2 separate regions of the Sus scrofa genome follow, and region 2 is linked to region 1. The links are chromatin contacts, called in public HiChIP or PLAC-seq maps. All regions are on one chromosome and are shown on one strand. Each heading gives the region's core, a stretch centred on a gene start, on an enhancer-like site or on the middle of the called end of the contact. The rest is flanking DNA. Distances are from core to core; before and after follow the strand shown. Region 1 has its middle 120 kb from the start of PELI1. Region 2 has its middle 42 kb from the start of VPS54.

The links. HiChIP or PLAC-seq counts read pairs in DNA pulled down with a chosen protein or histone mark.
Region 2: a contact with region 1 is called in an H3K27ac HiChIP or PLAC-seq map of alveolar macrophages. The contact joins two enhancer-like sites. A contact is called at or near these places in 2 of 47 Hi-C or Micro-C datasets (embryonic fibroblasts and epiblast stem cells) and 2 of 2 datasets of contacts at active chromatin or transcription factors (alveolar macrophages and skeletal muscle).

The regions. Positions count from the first base shown.
Region 1 is chr3:77,615,809-77,621,798 of Sscrofa11.1, forward strand. No RefSeq gene overlaps it. Among named protein-coding and RNA genes, the nearest start is that of PELI1, 120 kb to the right of the region's middle. Within about 2 kb of position 4,078, at least 13 of the 83 cell types and tissues checked have an H3K27ac peak or open chromatin away from gene starts, as enhancers often do. A contact at or near this core is called in alveolar macrophages, where this site is marked.
Region 2 is chr3:77,811,218-77,817,178 of Sscrofa11.1, forward strand. No RefSeq gene overlaps it. Among named protein-coding and RNA genes, the nearest start is that of VPS54, 42 kb to the right of the region's middle. Within about 2 kb of position 4,329, at least 27 of the 83 cell types and tissues checked have an H3K27ac peak or open chromatin away from gene starts, as enhancers often do. A contact at or near this core is called in alveolar macrophages, where this site is marked.

The sequences.
Region 1 (5,990 bases), core at 2,828-5,327:
GCACCCCATAGCCCTTCCCCTGCAGGCTCCCGCTGAGTTTACTCCTTCTTAAGCTGGTCCTGGCTGCCCTCCCACTGCTCAGCACTCGCCCACACCATCCTTCCTCTTCAAAGACGCCTGCCAGAAGACTCTTACTTTGCTCCAATATGTGGTTGGCCAGGGGCCAGGGTCTGGCTGCCGACAGACTGACTAACCACTTAGCCAGCGATGGCGTCCCCCTCCAGGAGCAGCAGCTGACCTCGCCTCTCCACCCTGTGGGCATGGCATGGGCTGCCCTTGGCCATGGCCTTCAAAGACTTGGCTCCATTCTCTGTGTCACCACCTTCCTACCTGCTTGCTCCCTTCCTCTTCTTTCTTTATTCTTCTCTAATTCCTTCTGCTATTATTTCTCCCTATCCCCCTTCAATCCATTGTCGTCATGTACACATGGATATGCTTCAGTATCGCCCAGAGCTACCTCCTCCACCCCACATACCTTTCTAGCCACTGCCCTAGTTTTCTCCCTGCCAGCAGTAAAACGTCTTAGAACAATAGTCCTTATGTATTATTTCTCACTCCTCCTTTCCAGTTGTTATTTCCTCACTGCAACTTGCCTTCAGTCCACACTGCTTCACCCAAACTGCTCTTACAAAGGACCCCATGCCCACCACGATATAAATCCAGTAGTCACTTCAGTCTTTCCATCCTACTTCTCAGCAGAATTTGATACAGTGTCACTCCCTCAGTCCTTGTCTCCCCTTACATCCCAGACTGTTTTCTTCCCAGCTCCTTCTTGGCGGCTTGAGCCAGCTTCCTCTTCTATTTGACCCATAAATGTGTCATTCTGTCTGCACGCCCCTCCAGGCCCTCTTTTCTTTTTTTTTCTTTGCATTCTTTTTGTTTGTTTGGTTTTTGTTTTTAATTTAGGGCCCAAATGATTCCATTATAGAAAAGTAAAATCTTTTTTTTTTTTTTTTTTTCTAGAGCATCTTGGTGTGGGCTGAGATTCCTCCCTAAAGAACAAGCAAGCATAAATCTTAATTTCTAACCATAATAAGCACCTCTAAGGAAAAATTTTATTTGAGAGAGAGCCCAGTAAAGCACCTAATTCATAGCGATGTATACTGGGGACGGGGGTGGGGGGGGAAAGCCTCGCTGAGAAAGCTGACACCTGAAGGATGAATGGAAATTGGGCAGGTGCAAAACAAAACAAAACAAACCCCCCAAATCAGCAAAGACTAATGCTGATAACATCTACATCCCTACCTCCGACCCACACTTCTCTGTGCTCTGTTTCTTCTGTCTATTTCCATGGGTTCTAGCTCAGGTAAGTCAAACTTATTACATCCACTTCAGAAGTTTGGATTTCTTCACATGTATTTGTTTTCTTCCAGACTTCCCCTCTTTGAGTAAATGGCTTCATTTTCCACTTGTTGCTTAAGCCGAAACCTGAGAGTTCTTATTGACCCCTCACTTTACCTCACTCCTTAAATCCATCCCAGTGACAAGACCTGTTATTTCTACCACTAAAATATATTCAAGAAGCCGTCCCCTCACTCCGCTGTCACCAGCCTGGTTTGGGTCACCGTCTTCTGTCACCTGGATGACTGCAGTAGCCTCTCAACTGCTCTCCTAACCAACCACGCCCCATCCATTCTCCATGCTCCTGAACAGCCCAGGTGCCCATCTGCATAGGGATACAGTCTGCATCTTCTAGCTGTGTCTTGAGTGTAACTCACAGCCTCGGGCCCATTCCACCCAAAGAGGAGTATTATTCATATAACAGTCAAAATATAGTCAAGGGAGTCAATTCAAGTAGGAGTGGGAATCAGTACTTTAATAATCTTCGGAAGCAAAAATGGGAATTGAAGTCGTTAATAAGAGCAAAGGCAATAGCTACTGGGATCCATTTATAACCACATGACTCTTTTCAAGGTCCACTCTGCTTCAGAGTTTTAACTTAAATCCTAAGAAGCAATAAGTACTAATTCTGTTTATGTTACACATTATGGAACCAAATAAGAAGAACAGGCAATTCTGGTTTCAGAGTTCCCTCAGTCTTCCTACCCTGCTTAACTGACAGTGAAATGTACAGACAAGACTAATCTAACACCCTGATGTCTAGAACACAAGCAAGTATGGTAGGATTGGAAAGGTCAGAAGTATTCTGTGAGTTCTAAAGGAAATAGAAGATCTGATCAGATGATTATCAGCTCTCTTACTCCTCCTCCAAGGAACTGAGTTGAAACATTTTTTGAAGTGTGTTTTTTAAATTAGTTTTACATTCCTGAAAGTTTGAAGTATCGGAAAGAATTGAACTAGACAGATTTTAAACATTCACATGTTGATGGGTCAATATGGTTTCACCTTTGACCATTTAGTGGCAGGAGGTGCATTTATGTTCTGTCCTTCTAAAAATTAAGAAAGTTGTTTTTCTTTTTTTTTCTTTTATTGAGGTATAGTCGACTCACAATATCGTGTTAAAGGCATACAGCACAGCGATTTAGGTATACATACTCATACACACATGTATAGTCTTACCCAGACTCTTTCCCCTTATAGGTTATTATAAAATATTGAGTATAATTCCCAACATTTATATGTATAATATGTATATTATATTATATATGTATATGTTAGTCCCAACCTCCTAATTTAACCTTCTCTTACCCCCTTTTCCCTTAAGTGAGCATAAATTTATTATCTATGTCTGTGAGTCTCATTCTGCTTTGGAAATAAGTTCATTTATATATCTATATAGATATATATAGGGAGATAGATAGAGATATATATAGATTCTACCTATAAACGATATCACATGGTATTTGTCTTTTTCTGTCTGACTCATTTCACTTGGTATGATAATCTCTAGGTCCATCCATGTTTCTGTGAATGGCATTATTTCATTCTTTTTTTATGACTGAATAGTATTTTATATATATATATATATATATACACACATAATACATATATACATGTACACACACACACACATATTCATATATATATATATGACACATTTTCTTTATCCAGTCCTCTGTTGATGGACATTTAGGTTGTTTCCACGTCTTAACTATTGTAAATAGTGCTGCAGTGAACATTGGGGTTCATGTATCTTTTGGAATTCGTGTTTTCTCCATATATACGCCAGAAAGTTGAGTTTTCTAAAAACATTAGTTAAATTCCTAATTGTTAGAATAGTACCCGCTACAATTAAAATGTAGTACCCACAGTTTTCAGTTTTCATCCACTTTAGGGAAACAGTGGGTAATGAAAACCAATTTCAAAGGAAGAAAGAATAACAAGGAAGTCCCATTCAAAATGGAGCCAACTCATCTGGAATTGAGTTGGTTTCATTTTGGGTAGGCAGCTCTCCCAAATGCTTTCCTGCCATCTCCATTTGTATTCCCTAACTACAGTGGGGGCTGGAAAGTGAGGAAAAGGGGTCACTGTGCCCACAGGCTGAACACTGGAATAAGCTTTACCACTAAGTTAGAAAAAGGAAACCCCTCAGGATTCACATGCTGAGAAAACTACCAGGTAAACTACCACTGTTGATCTTTTACACAAACAGTCGAAGTGTTATTTCCCAAGGCTATTTCACTTTATATATATATATGTGTATATATATATATATTTGAATATATATATATTTGAAATGATGAGGTACCAGGAATACTGCTCAGATGCCAAATTCATTAGCCAATAAGTCTGAGATTGGTTAAAAAAAAAAAAAAAAAAAAAAAAAAGTCCTGCTGTTTTCTCCTGTATATGCCCTGTCCCAGTAGATGACTCACTCAGATTCATACTGGGCCCAATCATAGAGAAGGCAATCAGTGGCTAAAAGTGACTAAGCACTTTAGTAAATTAGCATTCTGGTTTCTCAAATGGTGGGTCGGATTATATTTTCACATCTTCGGACCCACCTCACTATGGCACAGCCTTATCCAAACTCCCCCCAGAGAGAGTACAAGGTAGACACAAGAACCTCTTTGCCCTGAAGAGGACTTTGAGACACTAATTGTTTATGGAGATGAATGGTTACAGTCACTGGGATCTTGAAACTGGAATGCAGCTTATGAAATAGAGCATTATTATTCCAAAACCCACTCTCTGCAGAGGAAGTGGAACTTCTCCAGCCGGTTGGTGAGCTTCTCAGTTGTTTACCTCTGGGCTTCATTTTCAAAGGGAGCTTATTTCCTAGGCCTTACCAGCCACAGGGAAAGAAATTAAGAGTCTAGGTTACAAAGAGGTATTTGATTTCAGGCACCACCTGGTTTCCCAGGATGTCAATGTTCACCAGAGCTCATAGAGGCTGCTTGGGCTGTTCCTGTCCCAGGTCTGAGCTTCGTGGCCCTGTTTCAAGGCAAGCCTCCCCATGGGCCTCAGGAAGCTTATGTCGCTCGTATCAAACATCTTGCTCTGTCTGATGAACCAGAGACCAGTCCCAACCAGACCAGTTGGGAAGGGGGCCAGGGTTGATTCTCACACACTTTTGGGAACCCTGAACCCAACCCGTCCCACTCAGGGCAAGTTGTCCATCTAATCAAGGAATTTAGGGGTCTCTTCTTTTTAATTCTGTTTTATGTAGAGGTCCTAATCCTAAAGTCCAGGACTTGGAGAAAGGCCTTCCTTCTCCTTCAGATCCTCTTTCGCCGAAACCAGCTCAGCAGGATGGGGCTGAAGAACGGGTGCTGCAGAACTTAAGGAAAAAACGGTTAACATAAAACAAGACACAGAGACATTTATCTTAAGTAAAGGTGGGAACTGGGGGACTCAAGGTCTCAGGGACCAAGAGCCCTGCCTCAAGAAACCACACTGCTTTTATTGTGCTCTTGAGGGTTAGGTCAGGTGAAAAGGTGCAGGATATAGGGTTTTTTTTTTTATTATTTTATAAGTTCTTTTATTATTTTAAAAGTCACTTAGCTGGTAGATGGTTAAACTTTTACTCTAAACTTTAGGCATTTAAGAATCATTAGCATTTGAGTTAGCTATCTGTGCATAGCATTTCAGAGAATCCTCACTGTGCTTCCGCAAAAGGCATGCCTATTTGCAGCAACCCTGTGTGCCTAGGTTTGCACCTTGGTTCTCTTTGCTAATGCATATTCTGCTAACGACCACTCATAAACCACTTGGCTGTGAGGTTCCTCTTTCTCTTATTCTTTAGAGGACATATCATGCTTGTACAAATGGTGTTCCAATCTGCACAGGTCCTGCGTGCCTAGACCAATGTATTATGTCCTCATTCAGCTGATCTCGCGAATAACCCATGCCTTTAGGTCTTTGTTCTTAAGCTTAAGTCATTTACCATCCCTGTGACTGTTTCTCAAGCAGGAAGACGGGACAAAGTAAGGAAGGACAAGATGGAGTTTTCAGCAAAGAGGCTAAGAAAATACTATAAAAACATTTCTCGCAACACTCTTTGAGAAAAACTCCAGAGATCGCTTGGATGTTCCTTCCAGCTCCTGAACCAAGCGGGCAGGCTATTTCCGGTTACTGCCCTCACTGTGAGCAGGTATGTAGGTACCCTTTTCATGACAGTACTTGCAGTTAAATACAGGTATCCTGTTCAAACAGGAAATTTACATTTTTCACATTCTTTAGCTAGAGCTAAAGAGGATGCTACAGAAATAGCAGTGTAGATTAGGAATTTGTAGAATGTGAATGTTCTTCACACTTCTCCCTCTGTTGGAAACAATGGTACCTTCTCCATCCTCTTTATCTCAAGCTCCAAAAGGGCTAGAACATGGCATGGTTCTTACAGGACCAGCCTTTTGTGTTGTAACAGACCAGCTTTCAAATCTCCAGGCCACCCCTTCATTTCAAGGATAGGGCTTGAGGAGGACTAATCGACAGAAGAAGAGGAGAACTAGGAAGGCCTGGTATCTGGAATGACAAGAAAAGTGACAGGGTCTGCTGCAAGGAGGATGGGTAAGACAGGTATATGGACAGGTTAAACAGGTGCATGGACAGGATCACAAAGGAGTGGAGTTTTCCAGGAACTTGACTGT
Region 2 (5,961 bases), core at 3,079-5,578, 200 kb after region 1:
GAGAAGAGACTGCATTAAGGAGGGGTGATCTACAGAGTCACATTGCTGAGGAACAAAGTAAGTCCAGGGCTGAGAAATAACCATTGGATTTAGCCTCAAGGAAGGAGTCTGTGACTTTGATCAGCTGCATTTTCATGGAATGAGAGGAGCAGAGCCATGCCCCAGAGGTTTGAGGCGATCCTGACGGATGAAGAAGTAGAAAGGAAAAGTCAAATCGTTTGGCTGTGGAGGGGAGGAGCTGGAAAGGAGAGAAGGGAAGGAAAGGAGTCAATAGGGAAGAGAGAAGGGGAGAAACCTGCACAGGGGTGCAGGTGGAGAGAAAGACTTTTGTGTGCTTTGCAGATTAGAGCTACTTAAGGATGTTCGAAAGCTGAAAGGAAGAAGCCAGTGGAGTAGAGGAGGAAGATAATGGATAGAGCAGAGAATAGAGGAGATTGGATCCATAGCACACAGGAAGAATTAGTCTGAGACAAGCTGCTTTCATTGTAACTGGAGGAAAGGGGGAAAAAATGCCGTGGATATAAGTAATCTTGGAGGTGGGCAATTGAGAGGGGGAGTTCTTATCTAATGGTTTCTTCCCTCTGAAATAGGCAGAGACGGAAATGTGGGAAGGAAGAATGAAAATTTGAGAAGCATGAGGGAGGTTTGAAGTGGCTCCTGGAGAAAATTAGAGCCACTGCTGGGCAGCACAGAGGACCCAGATGAGGATGGAGAACCGTAGTAGCTATTAGCACTGATCTGCTAAGTCATGGGATTTGACCATCAGCTTTTGAACACCTAATATTGGCATGGGAAGGCAGTTAGATTGATCTGATACTGTTACTTAGTTATGTTTGGTTGCAAGTGACAGAAGAACCCAAATAACAGTTGCTTAAACATAAAAGAAGTTGATTGCCCTCTTCTATAAAAATCCAGGTAGACAAATAAGGCTAGAACAGAGTACCTCTGTGTCAGAAATCAAAATTCTTTCTAGCTCCTTAATTTGCCATCTTCAGGATTTGGCTTCTATGTCATAGTCTAATACGGTTTCCCAGTTCCATCCATTTGGTTTGCATTCTCGTCAGCAGGAAGAAGGCAGGACTAGGAGAAGGGCATATGCCATTTCTACCTAAATCCACTAACCATAGCTCCGTCCCATGGATCTTCCAGCTGCAAAGAAACCGAAAATGTTTGTTTTTATTATGGATGGCTGTGTGACCAGTTACACTTAAAGTTAAAAATTTGAGCCCAGGAGTTCCCTCTGTGGCTCAGTGGAAATGAACCTGACTAGTATCCATGAGGATGCAGGTTTGATCCCTGGCCTTTCTCAGTGGGTTAAGGATCCAGCGTTGCCGTGAGCTGTGGTGCAAGTTGCAGACACAGCTCCGGTCCAGTGTTTCTGTGGCTGTGGTGTAGGCCAGCAGCTGTAGCTCTGATTTGACCCCTAGCCTGGGAACCTCCATGTGCCACAAGCGTGGCCCTAAAAAGACAAAAAAAAAAAAAATTGGGCCCAGACCTTGGGAGATACTAAGAGTCACTGCCACAGTGGGGGTTTATCTGGGTAGGTTCCACAGAATGGGACTGGGAAGTAAATGATATTGTCAAACAGAATTTAAACAGACAAAAGGGAGCCAGTAAAGATTAGGAAGGAGTTGCGTGAACCTGTCATTTTTGTTCAGGTATCTATTCACCCCAGTGTGGCTTATGTACTTCATAGGAAAATAACCCCCAGCTTCAGGGAGGTGTGAACCCTGTGTCTCAGACAATATTTCTTGGCAGGGGCACTGCTGGCATTTGGGGTAGGCTAATTCTTCATTGTACAGGACTGTCCTATACATTGCAAGACATTTGAAGCTCCTAGCCTACCCACTAAATGCCAGTGACACCTCTAGTCATAACAACATGTTTCAATAGTCTTAAGGAGGTGTTACTGCTCACAGATGAGAACCAGTGGTCCAAATTAATCCTGGTGATCTCATCTTCCTTGCCTCTGTGTTTGGCTCAACGTGGACAATGTAGACCTTAGTAAAGTGGCACATGGTATCCCCTATTCACCATGATTGGTACATACTATTCCAATTGATGGAAGATTAAGATTTTTGTTGATGGCTATAGCTTCACTCTCTTTGAGTCCCTCTGGACATAGTGAGGCATTATGTGGGTGCAGTTGCTGCTGACATCCTGCCTGTACCGCTAGAGGAGTCAGTCCCAGAATGAAGCTGATGCTGAGGGTAGGTAGCAGAGTGGAGAGACGAAAAGAGAGACCTTTGTAACTCCGAACTGCAACCAACCCAGGGCCCTTGCCACTGCTGAATTTTCAGTCCCCTGAGTCAATAGATGCTCTTAATACTTAAACAAGTTATACTTGAGCTGCCTATGACTTGCAAATGAAAATGTATTAATAAAAGAAGCAGAAGACTGGGTCAAGGGAGGAAAAGTACAGTGAAGGATGCAAATAGTGCAGGATATGATAGAAGAATGGAAGGGCCTATCTCTTGGGTAGAAACCAAGGAAGACAGGGAGAAGAGGTATGCTGAGTTTGGCTGGATGTAAAGATTTTGCCAAAATTAGTCTCTTCTCTTGGACTGGGAATTGAGTGTAATTAGCATTGTGCTAGGTTTAAATGAGGTTTAAATTAACTCTAATGTGTAGAAGAAGCTCAAGGCTCAGCCAAGAACCCAAAGCTAGTAGCTGGCAGAGGTAAGTCAAGTTTGACTCTAGTGCTCAAGTCTTTTCCGCTATTTCCCCCATTGCTACTTGATGTCAAAGGGGTGGAAATAACCAGATCTACCCCCTCATCAGTCCTTCCCAACCTCAGTCCAGGACAGCAGGGAAGACTGGCTGGGTGGGTAGGATTGTTTTCCCCTGGATAATGGACGGTCTACCTACAGGATGGCAGCACTGTGTTTGGGGTACAAAGCACGGATAAGCCACCGGCTAGCCGCAGGGGCAAGACAGCTTACAAAACCAACATCAGCACAAAGCAAAGGGATAAGCCCAAGACACACCAAGGAGGAGAAGTGGCTCGAAGATTCCTGGTAAGATGAAAAGTATTGAATGTTCATTGTCAAGCACTGCATATTAGATTCTGTGCGTCAGCATTTTTTTTTCATTTCAGAAGCTTTTATTTTTCTTATTTTTTAAATAGTTCATGCTTACACATGGTACAAACGCAGTAAGGTACAAAAGGTATACCGTGAAAAATAAATCTTTCACCTCTATCCCCCAGCTACCCTCCCTGGAGGCATTCAGTGTTGACAGAATTGATCCCTGCCCTCCCCTCCCCCCTCTGGAGGTGCAGAAACTGCGTTTTCTTCATGCAACGAAAATACAGACCTTTCTAATGCGGCAAATTTGAAATGGATACATTAAAAAATATATCAGATTTACAAACGTTTTATATATATATATATATATATATAGTAACTGTATTGTCTATAATGACTTCTTGCTCAAAAGTTCCCATTGATGTAGGTGGAAAACACTCGATCTTGCCAATTAAAAACACCTCGGTCCTTAAACCAGTCTCCCTTGGGAAATCACTGGCTTTCGGGGTTTCTCTCTCATCCCAGGGTTCTCCTCTCCCCTTCCCTTTCCCCGAATGTTGCCCAGGTGGCAGGCACACTACAGGGGAGGTGCAGGGAAGGCCTGCCAACTGCCAGGCTTTCCTGGCCTCAAGGCTTTGGTGAGTAAATTGTTCTCTCTGGCCTTTGGGTTACCGTGATTCCAGCTACTCACTGGGATCTGAAGGTCGCACACCTTATACCTTCTTGGCCCAAGGCCAGGCCTCTTCCAGCCCATTCACCCCGCCAACCTCCATCATTCCCCGACAGGGTCTCCTGACAACCACGCACAGACCCGGGAACTGGGAGCACGGTCTCCAGGCCTCTGGTTGCCCAAACCTAACATTTCCACCTCTCTGCAGTTGGCCTGGTTCCAAAGGGGAACACAGGGTCCACACCTCTCCTGAACTTAGGGCTCCGCCACCCCTCCTCTGGGGCACCCTGTGCTTATACCCTCTGACTCTCACAGCTTCCTGGCTGCTGCTTAAACTTTTATCTTCCCTGACAGTCATGGGAAAATGGCTCTCACGTCACATCCTGTGTTCTTCCTGGCACTGTCTGTGACCTGCTTGGGGTGGGGGCAGTCCTCCAAGCTCCGCCTCATCCGTGTATAGTTACATATATTTTTCATTTAGCCAAGTCTGGCTTTTACGAATCAAAAGCACTTAATTTCAAACTATTGTCTTCCTATGAATTTTTTTAAATCCTGTTTTGAAACTCAAAGCTAAATGATGACCTATGCACTCTTGGCTGGGTTTTTTTCCTCCCCGTGACTCAAAGCATGACATTGACTCAATGGGTGGGTGAGCCATGGGGACAGGGCTGATTGGGAAGGCAAACATGCTGATTGAGTATCTCATAAATGTTATCTCCATTACATCAGCATAAGGTTTCCAGTGCTCAGAGGAAGCCAATGTCAGTGTGGTAAATGTTACCAAGTTTTCAGTTGTGATGTTGGGTACACCCACTTCATGTGAAAACTTCATGGTCCGCAAACTGAGTATAAGCAAAACCTAATTGTGTGAATTCTGCCATTATCCACCCAGTTAGGCAGTACAAGCGTGAGTCATTCTGGATTCCTCTCTTTTCTTCGCACCCCATATATCCATCTGCTATTCAGAACCATCAAAGGGAAGGGGAGACTTTTTCTGATAGTCACCAAAGCGGCGTATGGGCCAGCAGTAGAAGCCCATGTCTGTCATTGGACTTTCTGCCATTGTCTCCTCCCTGGTCTCCTTGCTTCTATGTTTGACTTCCTACAATCTCTTCTCCACAAAGCAGCCAGACTTATCTTTTAAAATATAATTTAGGAGTTCCCGTCGTGGCGCAGTGGTTAACAAATCCGACTAGGAACCCTGAGGTTGCGGGTTCGGTCCCTGCCTTTGCTCAGTGGGTTAACAATCCGGCGTTGCCATAAGCTGTGGTGTAGGTCGCAGACGCGGCTCGGATCCCGTGTTGCTGTGGCTCTGGCATAGGCCGGCGGCTACAGCTCCGATTAGACCCCTAGCCTGGGAACCTCCATTTGCCACAGGAGCAGCCCAAGAAATAGCAAAAAGACAAAAAATAAAAAAAATTAAAAAATAAAATAAAATATAATTTAGATCTTATCACTTCCCAGCTTCCTTGCCTTAAACCCTCCAATAGCTTCCTATCACTCTTTGAACTGACTCCATCTCCCTCTTCAGCCTTACCTCCTCATCTCCTTCCAAACCTTCCCCCTTACTCTGCTCCAGCCACACTGCCCACCTTTCTGCCCTCAAATACACCAGCCTCATTTTGACCCCAAGGCCTTTGCACTTACTCTTTCTTTATTAGCAAAACTCTTCCCTAGATTGTCATACTGCTGCCTCCTTCTCAGCCTTCAGGCCTCAACTCAGATGTCGTCAAGCAGCCACATCCCACCCCAGGTACCACTGACCAAATTACTCTATTTATCTTCGTAGCCCTTAGTTCCTGAAATTGTATTATTTATTTACATGTTTATTACCTATCTCCTCCTCACTTGGAATGTAACCACCTTGGACAAGAGTTTGATTTGCCTTCCTCAGAATGATATTTTTGCGTTAAACAGTGCCTGGCGCATAATAAACAGTATGTATGTGTGGACCAAAACCAACTTATTTCATCCAAAGGAGAAAAGGAGAAAGACAACATTTTTTAACCTGACAAGCACTCATAGATACCTTTTTATTAGATTCCCATTTAGAAGAAATCATTCATTTCTACTAGTTTCTATGTAAGGGAACCATAAGATTAATGTGGCTTTCTAAAGAGAAACTTGGCTGCAAGACAGAACTAGCATCTATATTTATGTCACAGAAAAGCTGCTTTTTCAGACAATCAAGTCAGATCAAAGTATAAATTGTTAGCCTTATTTGCCAGGTACAAAATTTGAATGATTGCATGTGTGCTGCTGTGT